Regions from separate parts of the Mus musculus genome. Here region 1 is linked to region 2. Evidence: chromatin contacts called from public ChIA-PET data. All regions are on one chromosome and are shown on one strand. Each heading gives the region's core, a stretch centred on a gene start, on an enhancer-like site or on the middle of the called end of the contact. The rest is flanking DNA. Distances are from core to core; before and after follow the strand shown.

Region 1 (7,755 bases), core at 1,766-4,265, 190 kb after region 2:
GCCAGCCCAGCATGGCCTACCTTTAGAAGCTGTTTCTTTCCAGCAAAATAAAGTTACCCAGTAACTTCACTTCTTTTCCTGACCAAGCCCGCTCGGTCGGTCAACAGGTTCTCCAGCACGGGAGTGAGGATTAAAAGGAAAAAAGACAGACAACATTGTAGTGTGACCCCAGTCGATTCTGAGACTATAGGCAGAGTTAATTTTCCCAATCTGCTTTTATACCATTTTAATTACATGCAGATATTAAGGGCAAGCAGTACAATGAGGAACAAGCAAGACAATAAACACACAGCCCCACGATCACTCCGGTGATAGCTCTTTCTAAGGATGATCAAGATATCTGAGCCTACTTCTTTGTTTGACCCTAAAACCAGATTCTTACTTCCTTGTCCTTGGCCAGTGTCAGATTCCTGCCAAGCAGCAGCCCAAAAGGGGCTCCACATTTTCCTCCAGGTAAAGCAGGGCGGCAGAAGTCCATTGGGCATTTTATTTAGAGGTGTGTTAACACTACAGCTCGCAGAAGACCTTCCCAGACCTCTGACCATCACTCTCTGAATATGCAGAGATGGTCAGGCTTAGCTTCATATGTGACATTGCTCTAAGTAAGACAAGAGAGCCGAGTCCCCGACAGATAAATAGTCTGTGGCCAGAAGCTGCTGCTCTCAGGCCCCAGGGCTCCCAGACATGTCTGTCTTGTGTTGCTGTCCTCAGCATGTGGTTTCCTTCTCATGGACTAGGGGTGTGTGTGTGTGTGTGTGTGTGTGTGTGGGCACGTCTGTGGGCGTGTGTGTATACAAGTGGATACGCTGTGTGTGGGCGTGCACATGCATGTGGAGACTGAGGCTGGTGTTGAGGCTCTCTCTTGGTTGCTCTTGTACCTCACTGAAAGAACGTAGTCTTGTCAGCCCTGGGCTCACTAATGTGGCTCATCTCCTTAGCCAGCTTCTCTAGGACTGTCTATCGGTTTCCACCATCTGAGGCTGGAATTACAGGGGAGCCGCTGCACCCACCCAGCCTTTTCATGGGTTCTGGGCATCCGAACTCTGATCCTCATGCTGTGTGGTGAGCTTACACACACACACACACACACACACACACACCCCACCCCACCCCCCGCTCTGTGAGTGCTCCTTCTGTTCAACGCTGTTCCGAAAGCTGTGCGTGATAGTTGGTCTCCTGTCTGAACCTTCTCCAGCCTAGGCATGCTGCAACAGACTCGGCCACGGTGCCTGTCCCTGAGCTCAGAAATGCTGAGACTTCAGATCCACTTTGTCACTCTCGCATGTCCAGGCAGTTACAGTTACATGGCTCCGCTAAGGCCCACCTGCAACCCCATAACTGTCTCCTGGGTCTCATTCCTCCCTGCCATCCTGGAGACTGGCTTAGGGAAACCTGGAGCGCTGAGCTGGCAGGCTTGGCTTTTCTGTTCACTTTATCTACTTCACCCCACTGCTCACTTGAGGTTTTGGCCATGCAGTTCCTGTTTGGAGACCCTTTCCATAGCATCTGTCTGCCAGCTACCTGCTGCAGTGCCCAGGTTTTCCAGCTTGATGGGTGAGGCTCTGTGAGTTCAGCTCCTTGTCTCACTCCCTCACCTCACCTCAGCTTTTTTTTTTTTTTAAGATTTATATATTTGCCAGGCAGTGGTGGCACACACCTTTGATCCCAGCACTTGGGAGATAGAGGCAGGCAGATTTCTGAGTTTGAGGCCAGCCTGGTCTACAGAGTGAGTTCCAGGACAGCCAGGACTACACAGAGAAACCCTGTCTTGAAAAAAACCAAAAAAGAGATTTATGTATTTTATATATATATATATATATATATATCCTAGCTGTCTTCAGCCACACCAGAAAAAGGCAACCGATCCCATAACAGATGGTTGTGAGCCACCATGTGGTTGCTGGGATTTGAACTCTGGGCCTCTGGAAGACCATCTCTGAGCCCCTCATCTCAGCAGCTGTAATTTTTAGCATTTTTAAATAAAACATTAAAATTTATATAATTTGTAATTATATTTTATTAAAATAAGTAATAACTCAATAATTAAAATAAACCATTTAATATTTATTTGTGTGTGCATGTATTTACACACATGAATGTATGTATGTATGTATGCTTGTATTGGGTATATGTATGTGTGTATGCATCTGTGTCTATGCATGCATCTGTTCGTTTGTATATATATGTGTATGTGTGTATGAGGCAGGGGACAGCTTGCAAGAGTTCATTATCTCTTTGCACCACGTGGATTCCAAGAATCAAATTCAGATTGTTATGGTGACAGATACCCTTCTATCTCGGGGCTCCTGGGATAACGTTTTAAACCTAAAGCCTCGCTGTGCCCCTATCTCTCATCCCCTGAGAGAGAAACCCTCCCTAAGCCCCAGGCATACTGTCCCATAGAGTCCTCCTGGGACTTAGCTGTCCCTTAGCTGAATTACCTTCTCCAGTGTCACTTGCCAGTGTTTCCCTCTCTGTCCTCCAGCAGACTCTCCTGTTTGGAGGCCAGAGACAATCTGAAGGTTCTCCCCTCCTTTGTAGAAGAATGAGACCTCCTATCCCATGGTTTGGGCACAGGATGCTTGGAAGTTCGTGGGACTGTGCCGGGCATGGCCACTGGGGAGCAGTGCACCCCACTTCTGCTGTTGTGCCCAGTGTCAGGTCATCTCTGAAGTCAAGTTGAGGGACTGGGGAGGCAGGCAAAATAAGACAACAACAAGACAGAACAAGAGTATCCACAGGTCAAAGCTGGAAGCAACTGCACTAGCCTTACGGCTGTTCATGCTGCCGTAAGAGGAGCACGTACCGGTGTAGGCAACCATGTGCCAGCTACAGGGTAAGCGGGGGTCGTAAGATTACATTCACACTGAGCCCAAAGTAAGCAAAGTCTCTCTGCAGCCCTGGAGGTCAGGGCCCAGGTGCTTTGTGTTGGCTGCCTGGGAATAGATGAGGGCGCTCTCCTGACCTGGGAGTGGGTGAGGAGGAAGTGCCCCCTCCACTTTCTCACCACCCCAGCTGTACTGTTAACCACAGATGTGGGCACGCATAGCATATCAGAACTGTGTGTGTCAGTGCAGTTTGCTGTGGACATTATACCTTCAGAAAAGCCTCCCTCACAGCTTTTGAAAGCCTGGTGGGTGGCCTTCTCCAGTCCTTCCCTGAAACCCCTCCGTTTGCCATGTGGCTGCTTGTCAGACTACACCACAAACAGAATAGCTCTCATTCTCTTCCTTTTCATCTCCTTTTTCCTGGAAGCTCCCTGGACTTGTCTGCCTCTCTTGTTTTTTCTTAGATGCTAATAAAACTGGCCTAGGGTGAATAAAAAACCCATATGTATTTATGTATATGGTTGGGAGGAACAGATGCTAAATTGAAAGGGGTGGGAAAGTACATATTAGTTTTTGCAAAGTGTTGGCATAGTCTGTTTTGCGTTGTGATGACAGAATACTCACAGCCGGGTACATTCTGAGGCCAGATGGCTGGGTGCTTTGTAAGTAAAGTTATTTTGTTCCTGATGTCTCCTGAGTCCAGACAGTGGGACACCATTGTCTCTGTGAAGACAATGGTGAAGAGCTCCGTGCAGGCAAGGTCTGCCTTGCTACAGGGTCTGCTGGTGCCAAGGTAGAAAGGGATGCTGTGGCCCTCAGGAGGTGCCCAGCTTGATGGCAGTAGCTCTTTCCGTGGAGACGCATGCACTCCCTCGAGTAAAGGCAGTGCCACCCTGGGCTCCAGCCCTGAGCTTTGCCCTCCAAAGCACAGCAAGCTCTGCTCTGAGAGCAAGGGAGAAAGCCTGGCCTGGCCTGGCTGTGCCCTGCTCTGTGGATGGCAGGGCTTGTGCATGTGTAACAAGCAGAGGACAGCTCCTGATCGTCGGATGTCTCCCTCCGTGTGCCAGAGATCGGGTCCTCAGGTTTGGCATCCAGCACCTAGTCCTGTTGATCCGCCGCCATCTCACTGGTGCAAGAAGCAGGGCTTTGTTGTTGTTGTTTGTTAAATCTTTTTGAAACAAGGTCTCATTGTATACTTTGGCCATCCTGGAACTCACTGTGTAGACAAGGCTGGCCCAGAACTCAAAGGACCACTTCCCTGGACCCTCAGCCAAATGCTGAGGCTAAAGGCATGCAACCACCATGCCGGGCAGGAAGTGGGTTTTGAATAGAGCAGTGTGTGTGTGTGGGGGGGAGTGTTTCTGAGCAGAGTCCTGAGGAAGGAGAATCGGGGTGCTGGCTTCACATCCTCAGTGCCGTGGATGCTGCTCTCCCCACCCCGACTCCCATCACCCCACCCAACTTCCCACCCCACCCCACCCTGCCCATGTGGCCGATGCTCCCTCTCACGGGGCCTGTTCTGAGAGGAAGGGTCACCTCCAGTTCCTCCTTGACTCTGCCCCATGTGGCTGGCTGGTGGAGACCAGAGATGGAACTGGGGGCCTCCACAGCAGTGGCAGGCTCCATGTTGCCTCATGACACTGGTTCAAGTTCTTCTTTCATTGTTTTTAGTGAGTGCGTGAGAGAGACAGAGACAGAGGCCAAATGGAGTAGGGTTTTCTCTAACCCTTTACAAGTGTTGTGGGGATCAAGCTCGGCTCCCCAGGCCTACACACAACATCAAGGGCCTCTCTAGGCTGAGCCATCTTGCCAGCCCTTTTGTTTCCGTCTTTAGATGTGAGCTTTATTGAGTTCTTTTCCACACGTGGATGCATTCACCTGTCACCCAAGCCTCTGAGCACCCACAGGGGTACTCAGAGCATCGCCAGGGCTCCAGGAGCCCTCATGTTCCCTTCGGGTCCCCACTCTGTCCCCTCCCTCTCTGCCCCACAGGGGCCCCATCTATACTGAGTTCTTGTTTGTTTGCTGTTTTGAAAAGTTTATTTTTGTGGGATGTGATGACACACGCCTTTAGACCCAGCGCTTGGGAGGCAGAGGCAGGCAAATCTCTCTGAGTTCCAGGTCAGCCTAGTCTACAAAGCAAGTCCACGATAGCCAGGGCTCTACACAGAGAAACCCTATCTTGAAAAACAAAGAACACAAACAAAAAAGCTTCATTTTACTTGGTCTTGGAAGGGGCTCCAGGCTGCCTTGAGAGGTCCTGAGGCAACTGGGGCAGAGCAAAGCAGGGAGGGAGCTTCAGAGGGGATTGCTGGAGGAGGTCCCACCCCCACGCCCCCTGGTAGCAGGTGAGCTTTCACCTCATCCAGGAAGTGCTTTCTAAGAGGAGATGAGGGTTGGTTTAGGCAGAGCCCAGCGGATGAAGATCTGAGAGGGCCTGGGTTCTTCTCCAGAGTTAAGACAGCTTCCATGGTCTCCTGGATGTTAGTTACCCCACTCTTCTCAAGATGGCTTCTAAACATCCTGGAAGACCGCGCAGCCTCAGTATGTGGCTCAAGATGCTTGGCCCGCAGATGTTCGGAAGCAGTGTGAGCCACTGAGCCTACACCCTCCTGAGCCACTTCATCCCCACAGGAGCCCTTAGAGAGGGGTGCGCAGGAGCGCTTAGAGAGGGTTGCGCAGGAGAGCTGTAGGTGCAAGCGGGCCAGGGGCCTCACTGCCGCCTCAGAGTTTGACCGAGCTTGTCCTTTAAGCTGCCTCCTGGAAGCAGCAGCCTCAGGTGTGACAGGCAGGCAGGGAGTGTGTGAGGTCCTCCCATCACCAGCTGGGTGCAAAGACAGCTGGGGGGAAAGTGCTCCCTGCAGAGCCCCACTGCTGGAATTCCTGAAGAGGTGAGTGCACCCCAGCGGCAGGTGTGGCTTGTCAAGTCAGGGTGTGTCAGACCTAGTCTTCACCCATCCCCGTGGCAATCTTTAGAAAGCCTTAGAAGGGCCGGGCAGTGGCATTGCATGCAGATGGAACTTGGAGGCCAGCCTGGGCTACAAAGTGAATTCCAGGACAGCCAGGGCTACACAGAGAAACCTTGAAAAAACCAAACCAAAAAACAAAACAAAACAAAACAAAACAAAACAAAAACAAAAACAAAAACAAAAAAAAACCCGAAAGAAAGTCTTAGAAGGTTATGTTACCCTGAACCCCATAATCAGGGCCTCTCCATCCAGTGCACAAACTCTGACCTCAGTGATCTGTGCTAAGTAGTGGCAATAGAATCTCGGGATAGTAGAGAACACCCAAGGGTTGTTGGCTTTTTTTTTTAAGATTTAATTTTATTGTAATTGTGTGTGTGTGTTTCTCAGTGTTTGTGTGTGCACATGAGTATAGTTACCTGTGGATCCTGGAGGGGTGGATCCCCCAGAGCTGGAGTTACAGACAGTTGTGAGCTGCTGGTGTGATGTGCTCTGTAAGAGCAGCATGTACCCTTAGCCACTGAGTCATCTCTCCAGTACCTCAGGATTGGTGTGTGTGTGTGCATGTGTGCTGTATACATGCCATGTGCATGTAGGTCCCTATGGAGGCCAGAAAATGGCATTTGTTCTGGGGCTGGGGTTGCAGGCAGTTGGGAGCCAGTCCATGTTGGTGCTAGATACCAAACTCAAGTGCTCTGCAGGAGCAGCCAGTGCTCTCAACTGCCGAGCCATCTCTCCAGCCCAGATATAGGTTTCTACATTTACTTGTAACCAGGCTATTGTTATTCCTATATGCCTGAGCTACTTACCCCACACTGCACGTAGCCAGACCTTGTGTGTCTCTGAGCTAAGAGAGAGCACTGTGATTGACAGGTCCAGTGTGAAGGGGTCCCTGTGCTAGTAGGAAGGTGTCCAGGAGAGCCCGAGACTGGCTCTCTGTGCCTGCCTTGCTCTGTCAGGCTCTGGCTTCCTGGCTGTAGCCATATGGTCCCTCTACCTCTTCTTCACGTGCTGAAGGTTCGTGTCCTCATGGTCTTGTCACCAAGTCTGGCATAGAATGTCAGGTGACTAACTCCGGTAGTGTTTATATGGTCCTCCAACCACCTGGAATTGGGCACAGAAAGCCATGTAATCTTCATTCCTCGAAGGGTTGAGACAGGAGGATTATTTGAATTCAGGAGGTCAAAGCCAACTTGAGCAACATAGTGAGATTCCGTCTCAAAACAAAGCAAAACTGTTTTCTTATTTAGTTCTTTAAATACATGATCCTTTATTTTTTCTTAGTTCATGTATAGTATATGTACATGCGTTACAGTATGTGTACATATATGTATAGTATGTGTGCATGTGTTGGTGCATATTTTCAAGGAGCACAGATGTTGGCTAACTTCAGTGGCTTCTGACTTTTTTGGGAGGAGTTAGGTCAGGGGTTGTTTTGTTTTGTTTTGTTTTGTTTTGTTTGAGACAGAGCCTCTTACTGGACCTAAAGCTCAACAATTCAGCTAGGCTGGCCAACCAGTGGGCTGCAGAAATCCTGGTCTCCACCAGCCAGTGCTGGGGTTAGAGATGCTCGCTGTAAAGGGTCTCACTTTCGTATGTCTGCTGGGATCCAAACTTAAGCACTCATGCTTGCATGGCAAGAGCTATACCTTGTGTGACACCTCCCTGCCTCAGGGTACCTCTGTGATCAGGAAATACTAGGCAGGGGTTCCTTCCTTCCTTCCTTCCTTCCTTCCTTCCTTCCTTCCTTCCTTTCCCTTGAGACAGGGTCACACTATGTAGCCCTGGCTATTCTGGAACTTGCAGTGTAGACTAGGCTGGCCTCAAACTCACGGAGATTCACCTGCCTCTGATTATAGATGTGCGCCACCATGCTCGGCTTATGCAGTGGGTTCTCATGAGTCTAATTTTGGCGTGGAAGGAGAGGGGAATGACCATGAGAGACCCTGGGAAGCCCTGAG
Region 2 (7,685 bases), core at 2,561-5,060:
ACTTGGGAGGCAGAGGCAGGCAGATTTCTGAGTTCGAGGCCAGCCTGGTCTACAAAGTGAGTTCCAGGACAGCCAGAGCTACACAGAGAAACCCTGTCTCAAAAACAAACAAACTAACAAAAGAGTGCTTGCTGATCCTCCAGGAGATATAAGTTCAGTTCCCAGGACTCCTGTGGGGAGATTTACAATCCTTGGTAACAACACCTCCAGGGAAACAAACACCCTCTTTGGGATTGGGAACAAATGTGGTCACCCTTTTTGCACAGGCAGACAGACAGACAGACACAACTAAATCTTTGCAGACAAGGTGCAAAGACACTCCTTTAATCCCAGCACTTGGGAGGCAGAGGCAGGTGGATCTCTGTGAGTTCGAGGCCAGCCTGGTCTACAGAATGAGTTCCAGGACAGCCAGAGCTATACAGAGAAACCCTTGTCTTGAAAAAACAAAATAATAATAATTTTAAAAATACTTAAAAACACCCACCAAAATAAGTTAAGTGAAGTTAAAATATGTTAACAGTGCTTTCTCCTCAACCCACAAATTCTCCTCCTAGGGGTGTAATATTTTTGTTCAAATCTTGGCCAAGTTTTGAACAAAAGGATGTTGTCAAAGCTTCATCCAACACCCGGTAAGGGGGAACATCAACAGAAAACATGTGGGCTTGAGTCAAGGCACATTGTCTCATGCCTGGGATCCTAGCACTGAGGGGACGGAGGCAGGAGGATTGCCATGTTTGAGGTCAGTCTGTCTCAAAAAGAAAAAAAAAAAAACAAAAGTGATGCTGATTATAGTCAAACACAGTTACACACCTGTAATCCCAGCACGGCATAGGCCGCAGGGCCAGCAGTTCAAGGTCATCCTTAGTGGCACAGTGAGTCTGAAGGCAGTCCTGGGGTGGGAGGAGTGGGTAGAAAATACGTGAACTGGTTCTGCCTGGCCATATTCCCTGTGCCTCTGCTGCACACGGCTCCAAGGAAAACCATATCATGTTCTTCAAAGTGAACACAATTTAGTGGCTGGCCAGAGGTTGTGAAACTCCTGTAATCTTATCTTCGAAGTCAGCTTAATTCTATCCACAGAGGTGGCGTTGACAGAGACATTTGAAGATACGACCTCAAAAACCAAACGTTAGGGAGGCTTCCTTCTCTCCAATCTCTCTGCATCTTTAGTGTCTTTCTTCTTCCTTTTTCTTCTCCTTTAAATCTGCTTTTCTTCTTTCAACAATATCCATGTGCTCCTTTGCCAAAAACAAAAAAACAAAAAAAACCACCAGGCATGGTGGCGCACGCCTTTAATCCCAGCACTCGGGAGGCAGAGGCAGGCGGATTTCTGAGTTCGAGGCCAGCCTGGTCTACAAAGTGAGTTCCAGGACAGCCAGGGCTACACAGAGAAACCCTGTCTCGAAAAAAAAAAAATTGCAAACGCTAAGAATTCAGCGGCCAAGCAAAAGGTCTCAGCAGGTAAGATCTCAGAGTATAATAACCTGAGTCTGATCCCCGGGTCACACTTGGTGGAAGATGAGAAGCATCTGCAAGTTGTTCTGCGTCCTCAGGAGCTGCCCACTACAGCTCAGACTAGTGTGGAGGAGAGAGCTTGCCCCTAAACAAAAAAAGATGGACACTAGATTTCTTTCTTTTTTTTTTTTTTTTCTTTTTGGTTTTTCGAGACAGGGTTTCTCTGTGTAGCCCTGGCTGTCCTGGAGACACCAGATTTCTTAAAGGATCTTTCATTTATACCTCGAGTACGACTGAATTGCATTTTCCCAAGCAAGGCAAAGAGTGTGGTCTTCTGTTGGTCACTAAGATACATGACAGTGGTGATTGTAGGTGCTGTAGTGGCTTCTACATGCTTGGTCCAGGGAGTGGCACTATTAGAAGGTGTGGCCTTGTTGGAGTGGGTGTGGTCTTGTTGGAGTAGGTGTGTCACTGTGGGAGTGGGCTTTAAGACCCTCACCATAGCTGCCTGGAAGTCAGTCTTCCACTTAGCAGCCTTCAGATGAAGATGTAGAACTCTCAGCTCCTCCTGCACCATGCCTGCCTGGATGCTGCCATGTTCCTGCCTTGATGATAATGGACTGAACCTCTGAACTTGTAAGCCAGCCCCAATTATTAAATGTTGTCCTTATAAGAGTTGCCTTGGTCATGGTGCCTGTTCACAGCAGTGAAACCCTAACTAAGACAGGGCCTTACTTAGGTCCCCCAGGTCCCTGAGAGGTTCCTTCAAAGGTTTCCGGTTAGTGGCTGATTCAGCAGGCAGAATTCTAAGGCGCCTGCTCATTACCCTAACCAGCTAGGAGCACCCAGAAGGAAGCGCTTATGTATCCCCCAACTCCATCTCCTGAATGGGACTGGACGTGTCCCTGAAGCCCTGCCGGATTCCCCAGTCCCGTCTCAGGTCACTGTACAGGCTCTGCTTTGGTCTGTGTGACTCTCCCAGAGACCCTTTCCTGTTCTTTGGTCTAGTATGCCTCTCAGTCGAGGGTTTCCTGCAGCTGAGGGTCACCCTCACCCCCACACCCCTATCATACTCTTGGTCCTAGGAGTGGTTGGTCCCCATAACCCCTGGGTAGCTGCCAGGGATGTTAAAGGGCCTGAGCGAGTGTCCAAATGCTTTGGTAGACCCTATATTTAAATACAACCACAACGTGTATAATTTACACAGCCACGCTATGATTGTGCAGTTAACATTAGATGGATACTTAATAACTCCATTCTTACTATTGGAACATGGTGCGAGAACGGGATCCTGAGAGGTGAGTTCTGAGTGCTAGTGAGAACACTTGATTTCTTCAAACACAGGGAGTTGTCCTTGAAAAGGTACTTTTGTGCCCCTCACAGATGTAGCAGATAGGAGCGCGTTTACTTCAGATTATTTATTACAGCTGGCTATTATGTGTTTATATGCCTCCATGGAAAAGCACTTTTGCCACGTGTGGACAAGCAGCACTTTACCCTACGCTTGCGACTGCACCGCCCACCATGTGATTGGACACTTTACTCACGTGACTCAGAGTTTAGCTTGTCTGCTGCTCTAAAACTGGCTGTTGGATGAGCCTTTAGTCCCCTTGGTTTTTTAGGCTCCACTATCCCAGGTTCACACCGCCAATCAGAGTGCTAACCGCCTATCAGATACTATTCTATTGTGGAACCAAGACTAACCCCTCCCCTGCTGTGGCTGCAGACCTGTCAGTGGCCTGGGGCATTGTGACCAGAGATTCAGTTGTGTACCCTTTAAGACTCTTCCAAGGAAATCCCAGTATATGCTGGAGGGAAACCCCATCAAAGTACGCAGGAGTCTGTGTCAACACCCAACACTGTGGGTACAGGGTAGGTGGGGGTGTGGCTTCCGGCTGGCTTGCCACTAGGCCAGAAAAAACCCCACAGATCTGGGGTATGACTGTCCACCTCAGAGTCCCATTGTAGAGCTGAGCTTGTAGATGCCTTTTGAGCTCCTAAGCCAGGCCTGACATTGGAAAGTTGTAGAACTTAAGCTCTTGGCCGTACTCAAAGGTCCATGAGCATGAGTCTCCTCCACGCAGAGCCTTGTGGGAGACCGAGGATGGGGCTAAAGGGGGTGGGGTTCCTGGTGCCCCAGGTGCGAGAGCAAAGGATCGCCTACTTTTAAAAACAAAAACAGGACATTAGTGAACTATAAACACTCCAAAGAAAAAAGAATAATAATGGTATATTATGACATTTCCCCAAAGCTGTTTATCTGAAATTCCGATTTAACCCCACCACCGCCACAGCTGTGCATGCTCTACCACAACAGCCTGAGTCATTCAGCCGGTGACCTTCAGGCAAATGTTTTTTTTTTGAAGGGAAACAGCATCACGGTTGGGGGAATCCCCAGCTGTCATCAAAACATGTGTTGGCATAGTAGAAACCCCCAAATAATGTCGTGAGCTGGAAATAGAAAAGGTGACAAGCCTAAGTGCCTTAGGGCGGGTAGGCTTTAGGACTTGGAAGGTGTCCACAGCTGGAATGCTGGCTCCTTCTGCACATCTGGCTGCAAGTGTGGGAGAATAGAGAGAGAGAGAGAGCAGACTTTCTAAGCAGAACCTGTTGAGGGAAGAGTCTCCTCCCAAGACAGGCTCCCAGCTTTAGAAATGACGACTCTGTCTCTTTCTTCACGGACACTTTGTGGGGATTATAAGAGGAAGTGAGTCTGAAGCGCTTGGGACATGGTTGCCACCTGCAGTCAATGGTGGCCATTCTAAGTTGCTGTTTGTTGCCCAGGTGAGCTCTCTTAAGATCCTGTGACTCACTGGGCAGTGGCAGGGCACATCTTTAATCCCAGTACTTGGGAGGCAGAGGCAGGCAAATTTCTGAGTTCAAAGCCAGCCTGGTCTAGTTCCAGGACAGCCAGGGCTAAACAGAGAAACCCTGTCTCAAAAGAAAAAAAAAAATCCTGTGACTCTAGGTAAGGAAGGAACGTACCTCAGCTGGTGACAGTGACTCCTACATGCAGGAAGCCCTGGGTTGGACCCTCAGCACTGAGAGTGGTGGTACTTGCCTGTGGTCCCGCATTTAAAAAGGTGAAGGCCAGAGGAGGTTTAGGGCTTCAGAGGTTCCCCTTGAGGCTAATGTAGGCTTCCTGAGACCTCTCTCTCTCTCTCACTCTCTCTCTCTCTCTCTCACACACACACACACACACACAGAGAGAGAGAGAGAGAGAGAGAGAGAGAGAGAGAGAGAGATGGTAGGAACGGTGTATATTCTTTAGTCATAAGTGGTTCTAGGTCAGGACCAGAAGCTACAGGGATTTCTCTGTCTCTGCTCTGATTAGATTTTGCTTTTTGTCAGCAAAGTCTGGAGAAAGAGACTGCAGCTTAACTTTGAGGGTCCAGGATATGAGCTCCTATAGTAGCCCCTGAGTGTGTTGGTGGGACCGGGAGCAGACCTGGAGGATCTGGAATGGCCCCAGAGAACACAGCTCACTTCCTCTTGTGCCAGGCCCACCCAGAGGCCCCAGCAAGTGCACTTCAGTTAGAGCCTAGCTGGGAAAACCCCTGGAGTACAATTTCTCTTCCTTCAACACTCGGGTTTCTTAGAATGAAACTGAAAGCCCACAGGAGAAACTGCCACTTCTCCTTCCCCAGAAGGAGGAACTTGGACTCCCCTGACAGGAAAGTTCGAGTGGGGCTTCTGGGAATCCACCACCACTTCCGTGCTGAGGAAAACCGCAGGCAGGGGTGGGGGTAGGCTAGGGGACCGCTGCGGACCGGTCACCATCTTCACCTCTGTAGGTGGCTTCAGTATATGCCTCTGCTGCTCAGCACTCCTATCCAGCTGGGATCCTATCAGCTTCTAATTTCCTACTGGTGCGGGGCTCTGTTCCTATGAAACCCCTGTCATATCGGTCATATCGGGACTGGGGTTCCTAGTGGGGACAAGAAGCTGGGTTTTGGCTGGGTGTGGTGGCGCATGCCTTTAATCCCAGCACTTGGGAGGCAGAGGCAGGCAGATTTCTGAGTTCGAGGCCAGCCTGGTCTACAGAGTGAGTTCCAGGACAGCCAGGGCGATACAGAGAAACCCTGTCTCGAAACACCCCTCCCCCCAAAAAAGCTGGGTTTTGGAATCTCATACACCCCAGAGTGGTCATAGCCTAGGGTACCTGGGAGGCCACATGCTACTATTTGCCCTGCATTCTAGAGCGGACACAGACCTCTCTCTGGGAATCAAGGGTTGCCTACCTTAGACTCATGCAAGGACAGCTGCTACAGCTCTGTGTGTGTGTGTGTGTGTGTGTGTGTTTCTGTGAACAATCATATCTAACTAATGCCAAGCCCTCAAAGGGATCCTGAGTCCTTCGCTTCCAACTAGGATAAAGGAATCCTGTGACCCAGAATCTGCAGATAGCAAGATCCCTTCATGGTGACTGTCTTCCCAGCTCTTGGAAGGAGAAGTGGTGTGTGTGGAGGGGGGGGGGCGTTGGCTATCTGGTAAGTCCCTATGTGATAAATAAATAAATAGCTTAGGCAGCTGAGTTTGATGTGTGGAGTTTGCATGGTGGAAGAACCACTCCCCTAGCAAACAAGTCTGGTAGCGCATGGCACACAAGCACACACACACATACACACACCACCATCACCACCACCACCACCACCACCACCACCAAATTTGGTGACTGCACACTTCAAACCCTCTCAGCCCTTCGTGGAAGCAGACCAGTTCAAGGCCATCCTTAGCTACAGGGAGAGTTGGCCACCAGCCTAGTAGTTTGTGCCACATGAGACTATGTATCAAAATCAACAACAAAACAAACAAAAAAAAATCTTTTCTAGACAGATTTCTAGCGTCAGCCCAAATGAGAGATTGGCTACATCCAGAATCCATTTCATGCCAACCTGAGATCACCTATCATTTTGCCTGAAGTCTCACGGGTGGCACCCAGTGTGGGCCTGGCATAGCGCCATACTGATGAGGAAATACATAGATAAGGGGAAGAGTGTAGTTCTGTCTCCAAGGCCTTGGCACTGAGAGTGCCACCTGCCCACAGGCTCAGACAGCCACGTGTGGACATGAGCACCTGCCATAGTCCTCCTGAGTATGGTGTCTCCCGGGTCCTTTCGGTTGTTCCTTGACACCAGCAGTGCTACTTTCTGGCCAGCAGGTGGTGCTGTGTGCCTCTGCTGCAGGCTGGTCCAGCCTTAAAGTCTCCCTTGCTGTCAGGAATAGAGAGGACTGAGCTGGCACAGAGCCCACAGGGTATCTGGGCTGCTTGGGGGCTCCTGGACGGAGGTGGGAGGATGGGGTAGGGCAGGCCATTCTGGTTTTCCTATCAAACAACCAGGGGTCTGGTGCCTCCCATCCCAAACGCCGATTAAGCCATGTTAGTCTAAAGCCAGACCTGAGGGGACCCAACAGGACCTCTTAAGTTTTGGGCAGCTCTGGGCACAGAGGTTAAGGAGCATGGCCTCAGAATCCTATTGCTGGCTCTGCTTGTTTGTGTGTATTTTTAATTACTGTCTGTGTATTGTTGTTGTTGTGATTGTTATTATTATTATTATTAATGAAAGAGGGTCATGATAATCCCTAAAGTGAGGTTGTGGTATTCAATTGTGGGGTAGGTACTCTTGAATGGTCCTGTATCCCTCAGAAGTTGGAGACAGACTTAAGAGTCATCAATCAGTTCCTAAACCTGCCAGCGCTATATGAGAACCAGAGTCAAAAAAGAGGCTCAGGGAGAGGCTGGTCTATACTTAAAAGCACTTCTACTCTGGTTTGGGTCCCAGTATCCACGTGGTGACTAACAATAGCTTGTAACTCCAATCCCAAGGGATCTGACACCTTCTGACCTCCATTAGCTCCGGCATGTGTGTCGTTCACATGCACACACACACACACACACACACACAATCACATAAATAATCTTAGCTTTTTTCTTTAAGTTAAAACGGGGGCGGGGCGGGGTGGGGGGAGGGATGCTGTCTGGCTTGTTAGATTTCATCTGAGCAGCCTCACCTCCCAAGCTGCAGGTTGGCTGCATCTGGGGTGGAGTGTGTGCGTTTGTGTTTCCATCCAGTTCCTGGGTGGCCCTGGTGCTGCTGTGATTCTGGCGGACCCGGGTGAGAACCACAGGAGGCTAACAGTCCCAGGAAAGCCAGGGTTTTGCACCAGGCAAACAGCAGTCGCCTCCAGCGAGGAGCGGATGGAGGCCAAGGAGACAGATGGGCACACCC

What was found. ChIA-PET counts read pairs in DNA pulled down with a chosen protein or histone mark.
Region 1: a contact with region 2 is called in an RNA polymerase II ChIA-PET map of memory CD8 T cells, with 49 read pairs. The contact joins two enhancer-like sites. A contact is called at or near these places in 8 of 39 promoter capture datasets (the 3T3-L1 cell line, 3T3-L1-derived adipocytes, the HPC-7 cell line and 5 more) and 3 of 115 datasets of contacts at active chromatin or transcription factors (double positive thymocytes, effector CD8 T cells and memory CD8 T cells).

The regions. Positions count from the first base shown.
Region 1 is chr17:29,581,481-29,589,235 of GRCm38.p6, forward strand. The region is part of intron 8 of Tbc1d22b (TBC1 domain family, member 22B); the gene reads left to right. It overlaps Tbc1d22bos (TBC1 domain family, member 22B, opposite strand), which reads right to left. Exons shown (of 4, transcript NR_045447.1): 3 at 6,604-6,898. Among named protein-coding and RNA genes, the nearest start is that of Mir7667, 10 kb to the right of the region's middle. Within about 2 kb of position 3,016, at least 32 of the 459 cell types and tissues checked have an H3K27ac peak or open chromatin away from gene starts, as enhancers often do. A contact at or near this core is called in double positive thymocytes, effector CD8 T cells and memory CD8 T cells, where this site is marked.
Region 2 is chr17:29,390,466-29,398,150 of GRCm38.p6, forward strand. No RefSeq gene overlaps it. Among named protein-coding and RNA genes, the nearest start is that of Fgd2, 33 kb to the left of the region's middle. Within about 2 kb of position 3,811, at least 158 of the 459 cell types and tissues checked have an H3K27ac peak or open chromatin away from gene starts, as enhancers often do. A contact at or near this core is called in double positive thymocytes, effector CD8 T cells and memory CD8 T cells, where this site is marked.